Regions from separate parts of the Sus scrofa genome. Here regions 1 and 3 are each linked to region 2. The links are chromatin contacts, called in public HiChIP or PLAC-seq and promoter capture Hi-C maps. All regions are on one chromosome and are shown on one strand. Each heading gives the region's core, a stretch centred on a gene start, on an enhancer-like site or on the middle of the called end of the contact. The rest is flanking DNA. Distances are from core to core; before and after follow the strand shown. Region 1 holds the start of TFDP2 (transcription factor Dp-2). Region 2 holds the start of XRN1 (5'-3' exoribonuclease 1). Region 3 holds the start of GK5 (putative glycerol kinase 5).

Region 1 (3,420 bases), core at 262-2,761, 240 kb after region 2:
GGTTGAACTTACTATTATGTTCAGATTCTCACCTTAAAAATTTACCAAGAGCTTAGAGAATCCCTGATAACCATAGCCTTACTCTAAAATTTAGCCCTGAGTTGTCTTCACAGATAAAGAGATCTTGGGGTCCAGCTCCTTAAGATTATCTACCACCACCCCTCCCCCATGAGCCCAAGCACTGCTCTGTTTCTCCCGCCACAACTGCTTACACTTTGTACTCTGTGTCTTGCTTACACCTTGTGCTGGGGAGATTTACAATCCATCTCCCCTGCTAGACTGAGCTCCCTGAGGAAAGAAGTTTTGTCTCTTTTGCTCATGTTCATACCTTTGTGCCTAGAGTGTCTGAAAAGTATTGAAGTTGAAACCTTAACAAAATTTCTGTGGAAACTAAACAAAACCTATTGATTTGTTACTGAAAAAATGCAAGGTAATGACTCCATCGGGGCTTTTGCATTTTAGAATCAGTCCAAGGAGACTGCCTTTGGCATTCTTGAACGCCTGACTTTATCTAGGTACAATTATGCAGAAATTATCTCTCCACTCCACCCCAGAGAAAGGTCCAAAGGTACTTTCTCACCTCCCCCACCTCGTTTAGGTATTTATTTAAATGGCACCTTTCCTGCTGCCTTCCCTGGGTACTGTGTTTAAGACAAGCCATCCTTCAAACACCCTCTCTACTAGACTGTTTTCCCCACAGCATGTGTACCAGCATGTAACAGCTAATATCTTGCTTATCTCTTTTGCATATTGTCTTTCCCACCCCACTAAAATGTAAGCTCACATGATTTTCAGATAGGCACACAATTAATAAAATGTATTAATATTGGAAGTGTATTTGGGGATAGGAGCCGTGATTTTCTCTTCAGCTTCTAGTGACCTGGCCTGGTTTGGATCTTATATGCCAGTGATTGAAGGACCCACATCCCGGGGCTCTCTAACCCACTGTCTGAACAATTCACAGGGTATTGCACACTTGGCCTCACACGTGGCCTCAATCACTTGTCCCCATTCTCCTTCACTCTGCTCCCCTGGAGATGACCCATTCGAATGCCTAGGGACGGAGATGTAACCGCCCTAGTTCCCCCTTTTCTAAGGGAGATAGGGTTTTCCTGCTTTAGGCTGAGGGGATGGGGGAGGATGAAAAAGTCAAGATTCCCACCATGGCCAGGGGAGACAGGGGAGGGTGTTTCTATATATTTTAGGCCTCAGGCCTGTAGCCTGCCCTGGAGGGGGCCGGGGAGCCGTGTGGTGGGACCGCTGCGGGGGGCCCACCAGGAACCTCCAGTGAGCTACCCAAGGCCGGTGCAGAGTGCAAGAGACCCCGCTTCCCCACCTGGCGGCCCCCTCCTCTCTTTGGGAAGCCTGGGGGCGGGGTTTGTTTACTCCTTGCACGCACCGCCGGCTTGGCCAATGCGTGGGGAGAGGCGCCTTACGTCACTCATGCCGAAGGCCAATCGGCGCTCACCGTGCTGCTCCGCCGCCAAAGCTCGCGCGGGGGAAGCGGGGCAGTGGCGGGGCCGGGAAAGGGCGGACGAAGCCGCCAGCGCTCTCTGCTGCAGCCGCCGGAGCTGCTCGGTAAGCGGGGCGCGCCCTGACCCTTCCTCTTTGGGCAGGCTCGAGGTCGCGCGCGCGCGCGGTCGGCGTCCCGGGGCCTCGAACTCCAGGGCCTCCACTGGGCAGGCCGCGGATCGCCCACCCTGCCCCGAGTGTAAATCCACCGGGACCTGGCCGCCGCCAAGCGCCGGCGCCACTGGAGCGGCGGCGCCCGAAGACGCGCCCCAGGCTCGAAGAAGAGCCCTGCGTGGCCGCCTTGTCCTCTGCAACCTAGCGGCGGTAAGGTCCAGGGCGAGGGCGCGGGCTCCGTGCCGAGGGCCTCTGGATTCGGCCCGCCGAGTTCCCGGGCAGGTTTCCCTCCATGAGCCTCCGGCCCCCTTGCAACCTCGGGTCCCATCTGTTTATTCCCACGCGTTCTTCCAGGCCTCGCCGAGTAACCCTTAAGGGTCTGGGGAAGAGTCGGAAACTCGAGACTCCCCTACTACCCCACTCCCCCGTACAAATTGGAGTGAGCCACCGTGCCTGAGTCACGCCTCGTGGAAGAGAGGAAAGGCTGCTTTCTCCTCTCTCGGCATCTTCAGGGGAGAAGGATGGCGTTAAGTCTAGGTTTCCGACTTTTCCTCCTTTCATGACCCATAGGCCTCCATCTCTCTCTATCAGGTGTATTTCAGAGTGCCAAAGCCTTTTGCGATTGGAAGAACCTCATCGCCCCCATAAGGGAACTTTTCTCTAAAGTAGAGGATCACTTTTGGGGCCCAGGCTCCTTTGAGAAATTCCAGAGAGCCAAGGTCTCCTCCCCTCTCCACCTTCCAGAAAAGTATAAAGGTTTTTGTAGGATCTTGTAGAGAGACTATGCAGCCAAGTGGGTGAGCTCTCAGCCTCTGCTACCAGCTGGTATTACCTTGCGTGTGGTCTCTTTCTTCATCTGTAAAAGAGTATCCACCTATTCGGGTTGTTGCCGGGAGTAAATGGACTAATAGGTGGAACCCTTTGGAACAAAGCTCATCTCCTATTAAGTGCTCTGCCCTGAATGAGTTAGGCCTTTAATTGACCACCGTGAATGGTGGTTTGTAAAAGGTCCCTCTATTGATGTTTCTCTTTTTTCTGCTGAAACAGTTAACAGGCTCATCATCCCTTTCTGTATTCACTGCTGAAGCTCCTTTTGAGCCTTTGAATACTTTGAATGCTTTTCTCTTCCTCATTCTATCTCTGAGGATTCAGACTCCCTTCCCACTTCTTTACTCTCTTTTTAGTAAGGCATTCCCTCCCTTCTCCGTTCTCCCCCAAATCTTTGTCTTGTGTTTTTTCATTTGACTTCTATAGCCTCATTCCGCCCCCCCGCCCCCCCACCGGGCCACTTTTCTTTTCTCTTATTGGCTTGTAATCATCTTCACCTAGTTGACATAGTTGAGGTTATTCATCTGTCCTCTGTACAAAATTACATAGAATTTAGTTGATTTGATCTTGCATGTTGCTTTTCCATTTCATTGGTTAGCCTATAATTTAGCTAAGCTTTATCACTATCCTGTTACTGTAATAAATCTTTCATGGCAGTGTCCATTCTCAAGTAGCACCCGGAGAAAAATCAAATGCCTAGACCCCGGATTCTGTCACACTTGTGTGCTGGCTCTCAATGCATTTGTTATTTATTAGAACATCTTGTGCCTGGAACTAGAGTCTAGTCTCATGGCAGACATGGTGTCTGTAGCACTGTTCTGGCAGTACAGTTGCAGTTTCAGCAATATGGCGCTTATATTTAATAAATGCCCAAGGCTTATTAAACTCTTATTTTTGAGTTCTCTTTATTTCTAATTGTTTAATTAAGAGGAGAAAACAATTTTCAAGTGTGTAATACCGTACATT
Region 2 (3,146 bases), core at 467-2,966:
TTTCTTCTCTTTTGTCTGTATTTGCTCTTACAAAAGGGGTAATGATCAGTAAAATAGCATTGACATTTATTAAATCACAGAAAGGCAGTAATTCCAGTTCATAAACATCCATATATCATTAAGTCCTAATCCTTATGATTTTCAATTTCTTTTTAGGCTAAGACCCATGTACTTGACATCGAGCAGCGACTGCAAGGTGTAATCAAGACCCGAAATAGAGTGACAGGGTTGCCATTATCTATCGAAGGACATGTGCATTATCTTATACAAGAAGCTACTGATGAAAACTTACTATGCCAAATGTACCTTGGTTGGACCCCATATATGTGAAATGGAATTACTCCAAAGACTCTGTTAATAATCTAAATGTAATGTATTTGGTATTAATTTGTGGTTCTATCTATTCACTTCTAAAGTACAACATATGTTTATGTTCTCAGAGTAACTGATATTTCTCCCTGATTGTTAATAATATTTAAAATAATATATGTTAAGAAATAAACTGCTTTCTTAATATGTAGTGTGTATTATAACCAACCAGAGAAATGGAATATCATATGTTCTTATGCTCTGAAAAGATGTATTTGCAAGAAACAAGCCAGCCTAATTTCATTTTACAACTTTCACTGATTTTAAGTACTAGGATAAGGATTCATCTGAACAGCAAAAAATTATATTCAATAAATACTGTAGACAAAGCACTATGGTATATTTATGCACAGAGCTAGGTTCCTTGCTCTCTGGTAACTGTCTAGTTAGAGAGGTATAAATAGCACATCCTTAGGCTCACTTAATAAAACTGTTTTTTTTTTTTGTATAGTTGAAAATGTGGTGGAGGAAAAAAAACACATTAGCCAATTTGCGTGAATATCAAAACTATATAAATATTCTGTAATCTTGAAGATGCTGCCATGCCAAAAGTGTACTGGAATGCAGAATTCAGTGGTTTTGAGAAATAGCAATACTTAAAATTTCATGCGATTCTAAAATCTAAGAACTTTTTAATGTCATTAAATTTGGGGGCTACTATTGCAGAAGATTTTAAATAATTCATAATAATTACAAAGCAGGTTATTACATACAAATAAATGGAGAGCTTTTTATAACAAAGATAATTTCACTTAAATTCACATAGAATGCTGCCTTTTGTTAGAGCTGTAAGTGTGATGGGGAAAATATAGTAACCCAAGAAGTATAAATGTGAAAACTAAACATTACTTTCCTATCAAAGGCCCAATATTAAGAGTGAAGTAGGAAGCTGGGTGGGGGTGGAAGAGAGTTAAATTGTTTTTGGCAAATAACTTAGAAAAATTTTAAAAGAAACTCTGCTGTAGGTTTACAATGCGCGAAGAAAAAACAATTTCCCCTCACAGAAAAAAGTAAACCAAATAAATCACCAGACCTTTCCAAATGTGTGTTGAAAAGTAGTGAGAATGGTAATCGCAGGAGCCCGAAGCAGCCAGCACAAGACAGTGTTAAGCCGTCTCCGGAGGTTTTCACACCCTTCAAATCCACTTAGAGAGCGATCAACTGACGTTTTCAGAACTAAATTTAACACAAACGCTCAAAACCGCTTCCGCTTGCTTAGAGGTAACTACGCTAGCGGGGCGACGGCGGGTTAGAGCCGAGATAGACCCCGCCCCGGGATGCGGCCCGAATCCGGCCGCTCTAGCCACGGCGGGCGCTCTCTATGGTCGGGCGGGCGGTGTGTTGTCATCCGCGGAGCGACGGCCCGGAGGCGGCGGCGTAGGCCACGGCGGGGCGTTTGGTTTCGCTTTGGCCCTGACTGGAGTTAGTATTGACGGTCGAAATGGGAGTCCCTAAGTTTTACCGATGGATCTCTGAGAGATATCCCTGCCTCAGCGAAGTCGTGAAAGAGCATCAGGTGGGTGAGCAAGAGGGCTGTGGCTCGGGATGGCGGAGGACGTGGGGCGCCGCGGCCCTCCCTCCACCCTGGGACCCGGGCTCCCCAGCCTCCTCTTGCTCGTCGTCAGCTGGATGAGTGGCGAAGGGAGGGGAACAGAATGTTTGAGGACGCCCTGATGATCAGAGTGGGGGCGAAGACGCAGGTCGCCTTCCTGTGGGCAGAGTCGCGGGTATCGAGGCGGTTCTGACAGCTCCTGCCGGGGCAGGGCCTGTCGCGATTCCCCTTGATTTTCTCCCCCGGGGGCTGCAGGTTTCGTTTTCTTTATGGAGGTTTCGAAGCAGGAGTGGATGTCTTAGGACCTTCCCCCATCCCCTCCCAAAGCAACAGATCCACGTACAAACAATAATAACCACCTCCGCAGTTGAATCACCTTGTTTACTCAAGACCTGCATCCCGCCCCACCCCCAACGCCTAGACTTTTTTACGTGGCTGATGGTCCATATTTATGATACCTTTTGTTGTTCTTTTTCTATTACCGCAAGGACCATACGGCTCCCCTGTTCCAAAAAATACCTTTGGACGGGGCGGGGGCAGTTATTTGAAAGCTTCATGGCGCGGGGGGCGGGGGGAGACGAGGGGAGAGAGAAAGAAACATTGTTAGAGCATTCCTACTAGTAATACTAATATCCAGTGTATAGTGACCCCAGGGCATTGTTTATGTGCCGACTTCAAAAATGTAGTTTATATATTGGGGCTGCAGAAATAAATGGCAAGCAGACATCTATTAGGTAAAGTAGACTTTGGAACTAGTGTTTGGGAGTTTAAGTTTGGATACCTCTCATCCATTTTTTATTTTAAAGGAAAATAACCAGCTTTGAAATTTGTATAGCTAATTGAGTTAGTTGTGATGATAGCATTGTATTAATATGGGGGGAAATAATCCAGTGAACTCTGCTAAATTATTGTTTATTCTTTTTATTTTTATTATTTTTTGTTTATTCTTTTTAAAAAGTACTATAAGCATGAAGGTGGTTTAACTTCCAGAAAGGATTCTTTGTTGTTGGATTCTGATTGACTTGGTATATGAGGAAAAGCTTACCAAAAGTTCAAGAATGGTAGTTTGTCTTTAATTTACTCAAAACATGAGCTGAGTTAAATTTAGGGAAACATTTCTTTCCAAAAAAGAGGATAAAAGTGGTGACACCTGAATTGGGTTTTTTCCCTAGATCTTTCACTCAACAAATATTTGAGTACGTGCCATGCGTATCACTTTATCTCT
Region 3 (3,003 bases), core at 362-2,861, 140 kb after region 2:
CAAACAGTCACCACTGGTGAACAGTCCTGGGGCCAAATGGGACAAATGGACAGAGACAGAGTGCAAAGCTCAAAACCCAAACCAAACAACCCTCCACTCCCACCCCATACTCTTTCAGGTACTTGCTCCAAGCTTCAAGTAACATAACAAAAGAACCCAATTTGGTCAAATTCGCTGAAAGGGAGTTGGTTAACAGACAGTTTTGTCAAAAGAACAATTTGGTTCAAAAGGAATATCCTTTACTTATTAATCAGTATACCACTATTTATTTTATTTTATTATTTTATTTCATTTATTTTTAGGGCTGCATATGGAGGTTCCCAGGCTAGGGGTTGAATCGGAGCTACAATTGCTGGCCTTCACCACAGCCACAGCAAGTCAGGATCCTAGCCGTGACTGTGGCCTATACCACAGCTCACGGCAAATGCTGGATCCTTAACCCACTGAGCCAAGGCAGGGATCCAACCCCAAACCTCATGGTTACTAGTCGGATTCATTTCGCCTACGCTACAACAGGAACTCCAGTATACCACTCTTCACTGTTGAACTTTTTCACAAAAAACGCATATCCATATTACTTTCATAATTTTACAAAAAGGTAATGAATATTTTCAGGTACTGGGTTTTTGGGGGGCTGGAGGTGGAGTGGTGGCTGGAACAGGTCTTGACACCTCCCCACTCCCCACAGATAAGGACTTGGAGCTGGACCACCCCTCAAAAATCCCCTTGGATTCAAAGCTGGTGATCAAAACGGAAGGAAACTCAAAATTACCACATGCGTCCTTCCTGCCCTCTGAGGGGAAGATCTCATGCTTTTGAGGCAGGAAAGGTAAAGGGGCTTTCAGATTCTTGAAAAAGCAATCGTTGGGGTGGAGTTTGACGGTAAAAACAGATGCCTTGCGCTGTGCTCCTTCCTCCGACCAGAGGGCTGCGAAAGGTCTCACTGGTTGAGTGTTATTTCATTTAGCAAGTATTTATTGAGAAGTATTGTGTGTATCTGACCAGGTTTTCTGGGGAGAAGTCTTGGGAAACTCACAGTTTATTAATAAATACCTTTGGCCCAATTTTGTATTTCCTTTTAAGAGTTAAAAGAATAGCAGGCGAAGTTCCCCTAGCGGCTCAGTGGTTAACCAATCTGACTAGCATCCATGAGGACAGAGGTTCAATCCCTGGCCTGACTCAGTGGGTTAAGGATCCGGACTTGCGGTGAGCTGTGATGTAGGTCGCAGGCGCGGCTCCGATCCTGCCGGAGCCTGCGTTGCTGTGGCCTGGGCGGGCAGCTACAGCTACCATTTGACCTACAGCCTGGGAACCTCCATATGCCCGCAGTAGTGGCCATAAAAAGCAAAAACAAACAAAAGAAACGCAGGCACTTCCTGCATGATGCTCGGCATGAGGAGGGAAATCATGAAAATTACCGGCCGGGAAACGCCGAGAGCGGCGGGTGTTTGGAGAACTGGGCCACGTGCGTGAGCTGGGGCTCCAAAGTCCCACCGAAAACACACTCGCCTCTACGCCCCCAGGCGGCCACTCGGCCCGCGCGCGCTCCAGCGAAGGGGCCCTGCGCAGCCGTGACGTCACGGCGTCGGGGCGGGGCCCTCGGCAGGGGCGGGGCCGCTCCCGGAGCTCGCGGAGGGGGCGGGGCGGGCCGGGGGCGGTGGCCCGGTTGGGCGCGCTCCGCTCCTGCGGTGCGAGTGTTTGGAACTAGCCTGCTCGGCTGGCGGCTGCGGTAGAGAGGCGTTCGGGTCGGGATGTCCGAGCTGTCCACCGTTGCAGAGCAGGAACGCCAGGAGCAGAGCGCGCCGGACGGGCGGCGCGCAGGCTTCGTACTGGGGCTGGACGTGGGCAGCTCGGTGATTCGCTGCCACGTCTATGACCGCGCGGCGCGGATCTGCGGTTCCAGCGCGCAGAAGGTGACTGGGGAGCGGGCGTCGGGGCTGCGGGTCAGCGTCGCGCAAGACGCCCGGGATCCGATCGTGGGCGCAGAGAGGGCGGGACCGCCTCATCCGGCCTGGAGGCCGCCACCTGCAGCACCGCCGGCCCTTGGTCTTGATCGGGGCGCCGGGATCGGCCAGGTCACCGCATTCCCTCCTGGGTCAGACTGAAACCCGTGCGCCTTTCCTGTCCCGGCTGAGGACCCTAGGGGCCCGCTTTGTCACCCGGGGCCGCTCACTAGCTTCCTCTCACCTGGGGATTCGCCCCTCTGGCCTTACCTGGGTGAGAATGCGGTGACTCCCGGGGCTGGGCAGGGTAGGGCGGACTGCGCATATCTAGCCAGAGGGTACTTTGTGATTTGCTTGGTTTTTCCTGCACTTCCTTGGTAGACCTCCAACACTGTCTTTATTTACATTTAAAATTTTCAGATCTTGATGGGATTTGACTTTATGTCCGTTCTTCATTTGCCATTATTAACTGTTTCCCAAAGTGCTGAGCAGCTCATTTCCATGGATACGGGAAGTTATTTACTCTTCTGTCCAATACCAACTTCTTTTTATATTAGCAGTGTTAGGGCGAGCAGGAGCTATTACCTAACCCATTCCCAGCAGCACAGAGCTCCCCTTTTGCTGGATTCCCACCCTTCTTCCCACCCCCTTTAGAAGCGGTTTTCTGCCTTAGCAGTTGCCCAGGAGCAGGTCCAGTCAAAACAGTTCTTTGAGCGCTCGTGTTGAGGACTTCCTCATGCTGGTGTCAGAACCGGGACAGGGAGCTGGGACTAGAGCAGCTCCCTGGTCCTTTCTGCGTCCACCTGTGCAGGAAAGGGTGAGTACTGCCCACTCACCCCTACCCCCACCTGAAAGGAGAGACAAAAGGCAGACTCTGTCCTTAGAAACTATGTGCTCCTTATCTTTTTGAGTCTTTATCAGAACACGGTGATACTTTTCACAAGTCTCCCTTATAATTCTGGACACAAAGTACTTTTGTGTTTAGGCAGAGTTTTTTTGTTTGTTTGTTTGTTTGTTTTTTGCTTTTTTAAGGAGTTGGAGTATTTGGAATCAGTATTTG

Evidence for each region. Promoter capture Hi-C pulls out the DNA fragments that hold promoters and counts their contacts. HiChIP or PLAC-seq counts read pairs in DNA pulled down with a chosen protein or histone mark.
Region 1: a promoter capture Hi-C map of fetal liver shows a contact between it and region 2, with 3 times the contacts expected there. The contact joins the promoter of TFDP2 here to the promoter of XRN1 in region 2. A contact is called at or near these places in 3 of 5 promoter capture datasets (fetal liver, fetal skeletal muscle and liver), 1 of 47 Hi-C or Micro-C datasets (heart right ventricle) and 2 of 2 datasets of contacts at active chromatin or transcription factors (alveolar macrophages and skeletal muscle).
Region 3: an H3K27ac HiChIP or PLAC-seq map of alveolar macrophages shows a contact between it and region 2. The contact joins the promoter of GK5 here to the promoter of XRN1 in region 2. A contact is called at or near these places in 1 of 5 promoter capture datasets (fetal liver), 2 of 47 Hi-C or Micro-C datasets (fetal liver and liver) and 2 of 2 datasets of contacts at active chromatin or transcription factors (alveolar macrophages and skeletal muscle).

What each region holds. Positions count from the first base shown.
Region 1 is chr13:82,935,772-82,939,191 of Sscrofa11.1, reverse strand. TFDP2 (transcription factor Dp-2) reads left to right here and starts at 1,511. Exons shown (of 11, transcript XM_021069559.1): 1 at 1,511-1,578.
Region 2 is chr13:83,173,067-83,176,212 of Sscrofa11.1, reverse strand. It overlaps XRN1 (5'-3' exoribonuclease 1), which reads left to right and starts at 1,716. Exons shown (of 44, transcript XM_005669915.3): 1 at 1,716-1,885. The coding sequence starts at 1,811. It overlaps ATR (serine/threonine-protein kinase ATR), which reads left to right. Exons shown (of 47, transcript XM_021069571.1): 47 at 157-698. The coding sequence ends at 330.
Region 3 is chr13:83,034,197-83,037,199 of Sscrofa11.1, reverse strand. It overlaps GK5 (putative glycerol kinase 5), which reads left to right and starts at 1,611. Exons shown (of 16, transcript XM_003483257.4): 1 at 1,611-1,913. The coding sequence starts at 1,752.